Regions from separate parts of the Hordeum vulgare genome. Here region 1 is linked to region 2. A link is a contact called in public Hi-C data. All regions are on one chromosome and are shown on one strand. The core of a region is the stretch at or near the end of the contact, and the rest is flanking DNA. Distances in the headings are between cores, read along the strand shown.

Region 1 (6,260 bases), core at 2,111-4,610, 360 kb after region 2:
AGTACCAAAAATATATTGCTTTTCATTTATTTACTTTTGTTTTACTTTTAGTTATAGCAATCTTTTATATCTATCTCTATCAGATCTCATCCTTGCAAATAACTGTGAAGGGATTGACAACCCCTTTTTAGCGTTGGGTGCAAGTGTTTGATTGTTTGTGTAGGTGCTAAGATTGGGGCCTTGCTTGTTCCTCCTACTGGATTGATACCTTGGTTCTCAACAAACTGAGGGAAATACTTATCTACTTTGCTACATCACCCTTTCCTCTTCAAGGGCAAACCAACGCGGACTCAAGAAGTAGCAGTACCTGACCCATTCTTTCTTTGAGGAGACTTATGATTCAAGGAACTAGCCAATTCATTGGTGGAATCGACATCCGTTTCCGAGGAAATGGGATCAACCACTTCCTTGGGAGCGGTAGGCGGTTTGAAACTCTCAAGGTATTTTTTTAGCGTGTCCTGGAGCTCATCTACCATGGATGATTTGAGAGAGGTCATGGCCTCATTCAAATTACCACGGGTGACCACAGTCTCGTTCGTGGCCGCGTAGTTCTCTCTATCATTAAACCCATCGTCAGCCATACTATTTAGGTGATTAAACCCTTAAAAGAGACGAAGCTATGATACCAATTGAAAGGATCGACATGGTTGACTAGAGGAGGAGGGTGAATATGCAACTACCAAATTTTTGCTCACTTAACCAAATTAGGGTTAGCAACATAAAGGTTGTCTAGATATGCAACTAGGTGAACAACCTATATGATGCTAACAACAATAACAACACAAGCAAGCAAAATGATACAACACAATAATATTTTGCACAAAGTAAAGGTGATAAGTAACCACAAGTGGAGCCGGTGGAGACGAGAATGTGTTACCGAAGTTCGTTCCCTTTGACGGGAAGCACGTCTCCGTTGGAGCAGTGTGGAGGCACAATGCTCCCCAAGAAGCTAGTAGGATCACCGTATTCTCCTCACGCCCTCATAGAATGCAAGATGTCGTGATTTCCACTAGTGGTGCCCTTGAAGGCGACAACCTAACCTTTTCAAACAAGGTTGGGGGCAATCTGCACAAGCTTAATTGGAGGCTCCCAACACCACCATGAAGCTTCACCACAATGGATTGTGGCTCCGACATGACCTCTTCTGTATAGTGTGCTCAAACACCCAATAGTAACAAGATCTGCAAGGGATTAGTGAGGGGAATAAAATTTCTCTTGGTGGAAGTGTACTACCGCTGAGCCGAGCGTACTATCACTTGGGTGCTTCAAGCTCACCCAAATAGAATAACAGAAGTACTCTAAATTTGCTGGAAGGAAAGTGGGTGCATAAGGTATGTGTACGTGTTGATTTCACCCAAACCTTTCCAATACGAACCCCTCTTGATAGTAGGGTTTTTCCTATGACTCAAATACCACGGAAAATGAGACACCGGGAATACCCGTCTTCACTAATCACCACCGAGGGAACAAAATCATCTTGTGCCATAATAGATTATCTGAAATGCTCAATGCACACGACTAGTACACAAAACGCATTGTCATCAATCACCAAAACCACTAAAGAAGAAATATGCCCCAACACTAGGGAGTAGATGCGTCTAAGGGCTGCTAGTTCCCCCTCAAATACAAGGTATGAGTTAGGGTTTACATGAGGGAGATACAATCTATCATGCCGCCCTCCCGACTTGTAGTTCAGAAGGTCCCCTAACCGCCTATATGTCTCCATGGGCCTTCCTCCAGTCTTTTGCTGAAGATGGTGATGAAGGCCGAGTCCATCTTCAAGAGTGATACCTTCTACCTATCACAAAGGTACTTCTCTAAATGCTCACCAAAAATCAAGAGCAAGGAAACTTATCGATAACATTGATGTCGAAGATCCTCGTGTACCATAGGCAGATGGCGCCCCAAAATCTGGAAGTGGTCCCGTGTGGAAGCCGATGCGTCGAGGAAGAAGTCATTGGTGAGTCACTATGTCCAAGAACCACACCACGACAATAAGGCCGTATCAACATAACAAGAACTCGGGTAGATGTTACGCTTGTGCATATGCAACGGGTGCAACATGAGCATATCACCCACGCAAATAATGCGTTTTGACACCATGCATGAAAATATGGCTAGGCACATTATTTCGACATTAGTTCGTCCTATCCAAAATGTCTTGCTCCAATTACCATGACCAGAAATTCAGGGAAAGGTTGTTGCATGGAAGCTTCGGCATCTCTTGAGGGAAATAAAAAATATGGATTATTAGAAGCAAGAAAGGAAATGCAAAACCACCAATCAACTAGGTTGAGCACCCCTAACTCCTTTCTGAGGTCCACCATGGTTTGTGGTCAAAAGGAAATGTGAAGGGGGTGATCCTAGAGATGAGGATCTATGCCAAATTAGTTATTGATGGAGTGCAACTTCCCTCTCGTTGCCGATGACTACCAGGAAGTCAACGAAGTCAGCACCAGAAGTAACTTGAGAAGCAACATGATGACAAATGTTGATGTTTCTAGGTCTTAGGCTCCTCGTAAGCAACATGACTCCAAGACATTTTGTACTCCAATGCATAGAGATAGAATATTACTCCCATCATCGGGGGAGGGTGGGGTAAAGGAGAAAAACTATGATTTTTCACGATACCCCGACGGGGAACTCAAATAACAAGACAACATATATTTTCTTGCAGCAACTAACGACAACACCAACATATAAGTATGTTCCTTGAGGGAACTGTATATACATAACCTGCATCATAATCTTGAATTTTCCTTTTATATTTTCTAATAGATCATTTTCCCTCATGAAACAATATCTTCTCGGTTTTCTCACTTGATCTACTACTTTTCACCCCCCCCCCCCCTTTTTTTTGCATATCTTAATGTGTAGATCAAATCAAGGATACACACCTTGCTGAAATATAATTCAAAATCCGGTTATATACACTACTTTGGCACTACTATGATGGTAGTCCTACTTTGGTATAGCGTCGAAACTTCATCTTTCTTCACTGATGGACTGGACTGCCGCCATGTGTCGTGGTCACAGCCGTTGCCTACGCCAATAGAAAGCCGTTGCCTACTCTTCTACCCGCACACGCGGCTACACAAACAGGAACAGGCACCCCGATTTGCTCGCGCACGAGGAATCATACGGACACGACACCCACGGGTGCGCTCCGCCTCGATCCAATCCCCGCTTGCTTCCCGGCCCCACGCCCTACCCGCTCCTCCCCTCCCTACGCCCGGCCCATACACCAACACCGACGCGGACGCCACGCCCCGCGTCGGCTCGCCCATCAGACCATACACCGGGTCCACCGCCCCCTCGTGCCAGTCACATCCCTCTCCGATCGGAGGCGCAGCGTGGCCGCGGCGTCGATCCCCCGTGGAAGCCTCCGCGTGTCGCGCCCCATAAATATCCGACCTCGCCGGCGCCCGCGCCCTCCGAGAACTCCCCTTCTCCGCCGTGCCCAAACCCTAACCAGCCGCACTAGTACAGCGCTGCCGCTGCTACTAATCCTACCGCTACCCTGCTGCCACGGCAGCGTCGGCTGCTCCTGCCGCTGCTCTGCTGCTAGCTGGCGCCGAAACCCTAGCCCCGCCCGATGTCGCAGCAGGATCCGGCGGCCGGGGAGGAGCTGCCGGGGGGCCTCTCGCGGAGCAGCTCCGCCAGCCGGCTCAACGCGCAGGCGCCCGAGTTCGTGCCGCGTGTCGCCGCGGCGCCCCCGCCCCCCGCGCCGGTGCAGCCCGTGATCCACGTCTTCGCCGCGCCGCCCCCGCCGCCGCCCGCGTCCTTCTTCGCCGCGGGCCCGCCCCCGCCCCGGCCGCCGTTCGAGTTCTACGCGGCCGTCGGTGCTGCTGCCGCGGGCTTTGTTGCTGTGCCTGAGCATGAGATGGGGGCCGAGCAAGCGGTGCCGCCGCCGCCGCCTCCGGCCCAGGCGCACCAGCAGGGGAGAGAGCTGATCACGGACGACGTGCTGCACAAGATCACCAAGCAGGTTGGTGCTCCTCTTGTTCGTTGCTGTGTTGCTCGATTTCGAATAGGCGCAGTTAGATCAGGAATAAAGAGAAGAAGAAGAAGGTTAATTTGCTAGGTTTCTAGTAACTGCGTCGTCAGATATATTTGTCATGTGTGACTCTTAAAAAGCTTTCTGCTATTTCGGCAATTATAGCCGGGCCTGAGTCGATTTTTTTATTCTGAGCTCTTCGGTATCAAACTGCTGTGTAGTTATTACATAAACGTTTGCATATTCAATAACTGGACCACTCTGAGTGGAATGGGATCACCAGGAAGCTAAACCTATCATATTGTGGTATTTGCGCAGTTGTAGTGTGTGGGCTTGGATTACATTGTATACGCTTTTAGTGGTGTAGTTTGATGTAATTGGGCTGCACCATAATATAATGAGTTGATTTTTAACCATGTCAATTAAATAGGTCCATATTGTGAGTAGCATCTTGATTTGAAACTGTAATCCAGTCAAGTTTCAACTCTTCTGTAGATCGTTATCTTTGGTGCTCTCACACTTCCGTCTCATGGTGTTATATTAATGTTTTTCATTTATTATTATGCTACACGGATAGTTTTTTCTCTACTTATTCATTTCATTAATTTATAAACTTTGCAGGTGGAGTATTACTTTAGTGATATAAACCTGGCCACCACAGAGCATTTGATGAGGTTTATTACTAAGGATCCCGAAGGATATGGTGAGTTGTATGCTTGCATCTGAAGCTATTTCGTTGGGACTTGTCTGGAAGATGTCATCACTCATTCACTATTTTATTTTTTATTTTGTAGCTTTCTATTCCATGAATAGAAAAAATTATCATGTTTATGATCTTGCTACTTTAAAGCTTTCAGCTGACAGTGAGACTCAAAAAAGGCTTCCAAAAATGAATAACTGGATATATTATGCATGTTACCATTTCATTACTTTCCTAGATGATACATGTTTCTTTCTTTGAAACGAAGATAGCATCTACTTGACATAATATAGATCTTGCTTTTTTTTGCAGTATCTTATGTTATTTTGGATACTTTTTCTCTTGGGCTGTCTTTGATCTAATTAGGAATTAAGATTGCATTGATTCATTCTATTATAAAATTTGGGCAAAGGATTGGACTGTAATTTGTCCAATGCCAATTGACAAATCAAGATTTAAAAAAAAATCTTATCGTTTGCTCCCTCCGATCCATATTAATTGTGGGAGTACGAAGTTGTACTAAAGCTGTGCCAATTAATATGGATCGGAGGGAGTAGTATTATCTTCTACTGTCTCCCAGTTATCAACAGGACAATGGTTGCCATACTGATCGGAAAATAGTTACCCAAATTTGACTGAGTTCTCTCATATGAAAGTCTTTCAACTGTGACTTTCATATGCTACTTTTGTTCACTTTATTTTGATATAGAAACAGGAAATCAGGTTCTGTCTATTATAGAGAAAAAATACCTCCTTTGATACTTGGACAAACAAATACATATTGGTATCTGATTAACATTCTCACTCAATGCAGTACCGATGTCAGTTGTTGCTTCCTTTAAGAAAATTAAGGCTCTGGTGCAAAGTAGTTCCATGCTTGCTTCAGCTCTTCGGACTTCATCAAAGCTTGTAAGTTCAATGATAATCCTGTTGTATATTGTGGCCAGATCTCAGAATGGACTTCTATTATTTTTGAAATTCTTTCATTCATCAACAGGGTACTGTCCTTCATAAGTCATAAGAATATGATCAATTGCAGCACATCTACTACTGCTTGCTTGTCATTCCTCTGCATGTTACTTGTGACTGCAGTTACATTTATGATTGTTTGGTTATACATGCAGGTGGTGAGTGAAGATGGAAACAGAGTAAAGCGGGGACAACCATTTACAGAATCAGATTTAGAAGAACTCCAGGTAATTATGAGGTCTTTATACATTGCATGCAACAACCATATGCTTTACTTTCCTTTTTATGGTAAAATGGCTAGACTGTAATAATGAAGACTTGCTCTGTCTTGTAGTCCCGAATTGTTGTTGCAGAAAATCTTCCAGATGATCATTGTTACCAGAACCTTATGAAGATTTTCTCATCTGCTGGCAGGTAATAGTTATTGTAGATCAGCAAAGAGTGCAGCTATTCTCTTTCTGTCTTGAGAAAACTGCGACATGTTTCTCTGCTGATTCTTGTTTGCCGTGTTGCAGCGTAAAGACAATCAGAACATGCTATCCTCAGACCCCAAACGGCAGTGGTCCAGTCACTAATAGATCTGCTAAACTAGAT
Region 2 (6,507 bases), core at 2,193-4,692:
ACAAAATTGAAAGTGATAGTGTATCTTGGTGAAGTAGCAAAATTTGTTCATGATCATTGGAGATTATAATTTTTTTTCTCTGTTGCAACACACGAACCCTTTTGCTAGTACTCCCTCCGTTCCAAAATATAAGACCTTTTATATATTCCATTAGAACACTATATACGGAGCAAAATGAGTGAATCTATACTCTAAAATATATCTATGTACATCCGTATGTAGTTCATAGTGCAATATCTAAAATGTATTATATTTAGGAACGAAGGGTGTAGGAAACTAAAGAAATCGTGGACAACATGCATGGAATGTGTTCATGCAGGAAATTCCGCCACTCTGTCCCCGAAAATCAGAATCCTCTTTCCGCACTCAAAATAAATACGAAGGAAAACAAAGTCAAACCACATGCAGCGTAGGAAGAACACACAACCCGATGAACCCCCGCAACAAAACGTCGTTGTGAACAACTCCGGCCGCGCAGCAAATCGAACAAGGCCAATGTGGAAGGCGAAGCTCCCGTGCCCAGACTAATCGAGAGGCGAGATACGAAATAGCCTGTTTGCCATTCGTTGCGTCAAACAGTCGGTGCTTCGCACAGGCGAGCGACCGAGCAACGACGCAACGAGCCAGCTTGTTTAAGCGTTCCAAAGTGCCCCGTTTTTCAAACATTTTAGAGGTTCCACACAGTTTTTTCTGGTTTTGGGAATTTTCTAGAAGGGTTCGTGAACCGGTTTTTCTTTTTTCTTTTTTTCTTTTCTATTTTTTCTTTTCTGTTTCTGTCTCAGAAAACGTTCTCGATTTTTAAAAATTGTTCTTTAAATTCAAAAACTGTTTTTCTGCTTTTCTAAAGAATGTTCTCATTTTAAACAGTTGCCGCTTTTCAAAAACATTCATCACTTCAAAAAATGTTCGGTTTTTGAAGAAAATGTTTGGTATTTTTAGAAAATGTTTACTATTTTAAGAAAAAGTTAGGTATTCGCGAAAAAAATGGCTGAATTTCAAAATTTTGTTCAATTTATAAACTAAGTTCGTTTTTTCGAAAAATGTTCTTGCTTTCATAAAATGTTCAATATATTTTTAAATTTCGGAAAATGTTCTTGCTTTAATAAAATGTTCAAAGTTTCAAAAAATGACGTTTTTCAAACAGTGTTCACAAATTGAAAAAATGATCTGGATTTTCAAGCATTGTTCGTTAAATTCGAAAAATGTCTTTCCTTTTTATAAGAATGTTCTAAATTTTTAATAGCTTCCGGTTTTGAGAAACATTCATAACTTCAAAAAATGTTTGGAATTTTCAAAAATGTTTTTTACTTTAGTATTTTAAGAAAAATGTTTGGTATTTTCAAAAAATGTTTGGTATGTTAATAAAATTGAATTATAAAAAAATTGTTAAAATTTTAGAATAAGTTCGTGTCTGAGAATTATTCTTAAATTTTGAAAAGTGTTGTTGCTTTTACAAAATGTTCCGAATTTCAAAGTTTATAATTTTTCATACATGTTTCATAAATTCGAAAAATGTTCCCGGATTTTCGAAAATTATCGTTCAAATTGAAAAAAAATTGTTGCATCAAATTCAGAAAGAAAAGGAAAAAAAAGTAAAAATAAACCCATAAAAAGCAAATAAATACAAACAAATTTAGAGGAACAGAAATGAAAAGAAAAAAGAGGAAAGTATCAGATTTTCTTAAGACAAAAAAAAACTGGGCCGGCCCAGTCGGGCGACCAGGTGTGCGTCCGCTCCGCAGTTCGCCGTGAGAGCTCCTACCTGCCGCTCATTACGGCAGGGAGCCCTGCGCCACACAGGGGGAAGCTGAACAATTTTGAAAAAACCTGAACAAATTTGGAAGCACGAAAATGTTTCTAAAGCCTGAACATTTTTTTAATCTTGAGAACAAAATTTGGAAACAGAGAAGAATTTTGAAAAAAACCCGATTTTTTTTGGAGCGTGAACAGTTGTTTAAAGCACGGACATTTTGTGAATCTTGAGAAAGAAATTTTGTGAAGGAGAACAATTTTGAAAAACCCTGAACAATTGCGAAACTGAGTACAATTTTGAAAACTCCTAGACAAATTTGGAAGTGCGAACAATTTTAGAAGGACATGAACATATTCCTTATTCGTGAACAAACTTTTAAAATTGTGATTGGATTTTTTAAAATGAGAGCATATTTTGAAACACGAACATTTTTTGAAAATTGGAAACAAAAAATTGTATATGGGAACATTTTTGAAAATGTGAATATTTTTCGAATCTGTGAACACATTTTGAGACCGCGAACATTTTTCAAATTGTGTACAAATTTTAAAACATGAACAAATTTGAAATTTTTGAAAAAACTATAAAAGTATGAACATTTTTAAAATTGTGAATTGCTTTTCAAATAACAGGAAGATAATTCTAACTCGTGAATAAAATTTAAAAAATGTGATTGGTTTTGTGAAAATGAGGGAATGTTTTGCAAACACAAACATTTTTGGAAGTTTCAGAAAGACAAATTGAAAACGGGAACAATTTTTATATCTGCGAACCAATTTTGAAAAATCTTGAACATTTATTGAAAGTCTAGAACATTTTTCAAAATCAATAAATTTTCGAATTTGAAAAAGGTTTTTTAAATATACATATTTTTTTTGAAAATACGGTACATTTTTTGAAAATAGAGAACATTTTTAAAGTACAGAACGCTTTTTAAGTAGGAAAAACTTTCTTTGAATTTGAAGAACATTTTTTGAAAATCCCGAGCATTTTTAAAAAGAGCAAAAGTATTTTCCGAATTTGAAGAACAACTTTAAAAAATATAGACATTTTTTGATACTGAGACAAAAAAGAAAAAAAGAAACAGAAAAAAAGTAAGAAAAAAAAAGGGTTCAGGGAACCTTGTAAAAGTTTTCTAAAATAGGAATAACCAGCTGGTAACCTTCAGAAGGTTTTTAAAACAGGAGGTGTTGGAACTACATATGGTCCGGCCCATTCCCGAACGCTCGCTGGGTGCGCGTGTGCAAAGCCCCGACATGGCGACGCAGAGAGCGACGAATAGGCTTTTCCGATCGTCGCAAGGAGTGGTGCATAGGAGGTCCCGCGAGGCTAACACGTACGCAAAAGGCCCATGCACAATACAATTGCCAGGACTCACCTGAGACCAGGCCCGTATACAGCTATGCAGCGTACTCCCGACAGCCCGTCTTTACCACGATTCACCAGGCGTTTTCAATTCCTGCCGCCGTAACGTAATTCAACACCGATGCCCATGGCCTGCACGACACTCCCACCCCTCCTAAACTCAGCACGCAGCAACGTACGTGGGTCAATCTCAAGCAATGCCTATGTATTAATGCCGCGAACGCCATGATCATCACCGTAATTACCCCACTCAATCGAATCATTATCATCGTAAGTTCACCAAGATAGCTTCCAATCACTCACGCGAAACAAAAGGCTCGGAGGATGAGCGGCCATAGACTCACGCTACTGCTGGTCGCGTTGACGGCACTGGTTGGATTGGCGGCAGCGGACGCGGAGTACAACGTGGTGGACTACGGCGCGAGACCCGACGGCGGGGCGGACTCGGCGGCGGCGTTCCAGGCCGCGTGGGGCGCGGCGTGCAACGACACGGGACGCTCCGGCTCCCGGCCGGTGCTGCGCGTGCCGGCGGGTAGGTTCTTGCTCAGCCGGGCCTACTTCAAGGGCCCCTGCCGGAGCGCTGGCGTGGTCGTCGCCATCGACGGCAACGGCACCGTCTTCGCGCCGCCGGTTGTGGACAGCATGGCGTGGATCATGTTCCACCACGCCGACGGCCTGGCGATCCGCGGCGGCACGCTGGACGGGCAGGGGCAGGAGTACTGGGCGTGCAAGAAGGACGGCAGGTGCACCGGACAGGGCCCCAGGGTGAGCGATGGCATGATTTTTTCTTTGCAATGCGATTTGGTTCGGATTCCCTGTGGCGAACGGATGCCATACGTACGTGCGTTTGCAGACGCTGGACATTAGCCAGTCCAAGGGCGTGAGCGTGGAGCAGCTGACGCTGCTCGACAGCAAGAACGTCCACATTGCCATCTTCGACTCCACCGGTGTCACGGTCGAGGGCGTCAGGATCGTCGCGCCGGCCAACAGCCCCAACACCGACGGCATCCATGCCCAGCTCTCCCGCCACGTGCGCATCCTCAACACCACGATCGGTACTGGCGACGACTGCGTCTCCCTGGGGCCCGGCACCTCCGACGTGCTCATCAGAGACATCAAGTGCGGCCCGGGCCACGGCATCAGGTGCCACCTAGTTCATCATCCATTATTGTGTTTGCTTGTGATTTGCGCAACGTTCGATAGACATAATTGGTTTTGCGTTTGCGTTGGATGTATGGTGCCAGCATCGGGAGCCTGGGAGGGCAGGCCGGAGAGGAGGGGGTGAGGAACGTGACCGTGGAGAGGGCGGTGCTGACGGGCACGACCAACGGCTTGCGGATCAAGACATGGGGGATGCCCAACCCCGGCTCCGTCACGGGCGTCTCCTTCTCGCAGGTCACCATGCACCGCGTGGCGAACCCCATCCTCGTCGACCAGGACTACTGCCCCCGCAAGGTCGATTGCCCGGGCAAGGTATGTAAGAGATGCCACCATTCAAGTTGCCTACATGCAATGCAACTACTCGTGAACCATCCAGTGTATGTATCACGAACTACTCCTGTTGTTGTTTGTGCATGCATTCAGAGCTCGGGGGTGCAGATCAGCGACGTTTCTTACGAGGACATCGAGGGCACGTCGACGACGCCCGTGGCGGTGAAGTTCAACTGCAGCGCCACCAACCCCTGTAGCGGGATCAAGCTCAGGAACATCAGGCTGACGTACCGGCAAAAGCGGCCGGCGCAGGCCAAGTGCCGAAACGCCGGCGGGTCCGCGTCCGGAGAGGTCAGACCGGCGAGCTGCTTCTGACGATCGGAGTTTGCCGTCCGTTTGGAGAAATGCGAGCGTCTTCTTGGTTCGTTGGCTCTGTAAATACTTCTCTTACCTTGGCTGGTTCCTGTACTACTAATATACACCTTGGGCGTAGTTTTAGCGGATTTGCTAATTCTCAATTGATTGAGACATAGTTAAACCACAATCAACGTCATAAATTTTGCGTGGTTGTTCTTGTGGATTTTTTAAGATTTTTAATTAACTTTCGAGATGCTGAGTCTTCATGTAAAATCTGATGGTTATACCTTTTTTTTAGGGGTAGAAGCTTTGCTTTATTGATCAATAATACGGATTACAGGAATAAAATGAGTATCAAAGGGTTGTAGGAGCCACACTAGGCGTCCCTTCCCCAAATGCAAAGCATGCTTAGCTAAATGATGAGCTTTCATATTGGAGGTTCTTCCTTCGTGGACAAATGATATAGCCTGAAAATCAGTGTTCCCGTCCTTAATATCCCTGATGATTGGGGCTGTAATACCACATGTTCCGGAGTTGATCTTTGTTACCGCTGAGAGACACTCCGACGCCACTACGAGGTTCTGAAGAAGTAGATCCCTGCCCAAAGACACGTCAATGTTTCCAAAATGTGAGGGTCAGTTAAACCATGAAAAACTAAGGCTCATGCTCCCAGATACACATCCTGATCATTCCGGCACACTGCGCTCACAACGCCGATGGGAGGGCTATTGCAGACTGGCACATTCAGCAGGTGGTGGAATCCATCTCCTTGTATTAGCCTGAACCGGCCTCATATGTGATAATGCTCTTTGTGGCTTGGTCACCTCAAGCTCGGCTATGTATTTGTTGACAAAGGAATAGGTCGCCAAAGGGCTTTGGTGCTCTCCTTCATGGATCAGTCTCCTCCGTGCGAACCAAATTGCCCATAGTGCGATCGTAATTTTGAGCAGTTCGTCCGCTCAGACCGAAGATAACATACTGAACAGCCATGATTGAGCGTCTGGTTCAGTGGTGGCCAGCATATGCTCGACCAGCACCTGATCATGAAGTGCCCAGACACAGCGGGCCATTGTACAACTTAAAAGGGAGTGGAACCATGAGTCCTCGGCGCCGCATATTGCACAGGACGGAGATGACGCCATATGTCAGTGATGTCGAACATCCGCTGTGGGAAGAGATGTTTGTGCAAGCCGCCATAAGAAGACCTTGATCTTCGACGACACCTAGATTCGCCACAACGTGTCCTAGTACTTCTTCTCTCTGTTACTATCAGCAGGGCCCCCGCGTCCCTCAAGCCATGCTTCACGTCGGAGTTTTGTCGTGATGAGCATGCGATAACATGATTTGACAGTGAATTCACCTTTCTTTTCCTGTGACCAAGCCCAAAAGTCCTCACACTGTCGTGTGCTCATGGGTATATTAAAAATTACATTGGCATCTATTGGTAAGAATGTTGAGTTAACCAGTTCCTGTCGTCATCTTGCCGAAGTGCTGTCGATGAGTTCTGACACTAGTGTCGGTCGATGGGGAGTAAGGTATGCTATCGGTCTCATGGAGGCCTCCTTGGGGAGCCAGTTTTGGTTTGAGATATTTGTGTTGTT

What was found. Hi-C and Micro-C count contacts between places; a contact is called where the count stands out from the background.
Region 1: a contact with region 2 is called in a Hi-C map of seedling, with 5 times the contacts expected there. The contact joins the promoter of LOC123447826 here to the promoter of LOC123451164 in region 2. A contact is called at or near these places in 4 of 6 Hi-C or Micro-C datasets (leaf and seedling) and 1 of 1 datasets of contacts at active chromatin or transcription factors (embryo).

The regions. Positions count from the first base shown.
Region 1 is chr4H:48,771,895-48,778,154 of MorexV3_pseudomolecules_assembly, forward strand. It overlaps LOC123447826 (la-related protein 6B), which reads left to right and starts at 3,361. Exons shown (of 10, transcript XM_045124513.1): 1 at 3,361-3,988; 2 at 4,619-4,700; 3 at 5,512-5,606; 4 at 5,822-5,893; 5 at 6,001-6,080; 6 at 6,182-6,260. The coding sequence starts at 3,596.
Region 2 is chr4H:48,413,520-48,420,026 of MorexV3_pseudomolecules_assembly, forward strand. It overlaps LOC123451164 (polygalacturonase-like), which reads left to right and starts at 3,443. Exons shown (of 4, transcript XM_045128175.1): 1 at 3,443-3,883; 2 at 3,972-4,261; 3 at 4,363-4,591; 4 at 4,703-5,102. The coding sequence starts at 3,443. The coding sequence ends at 4,924.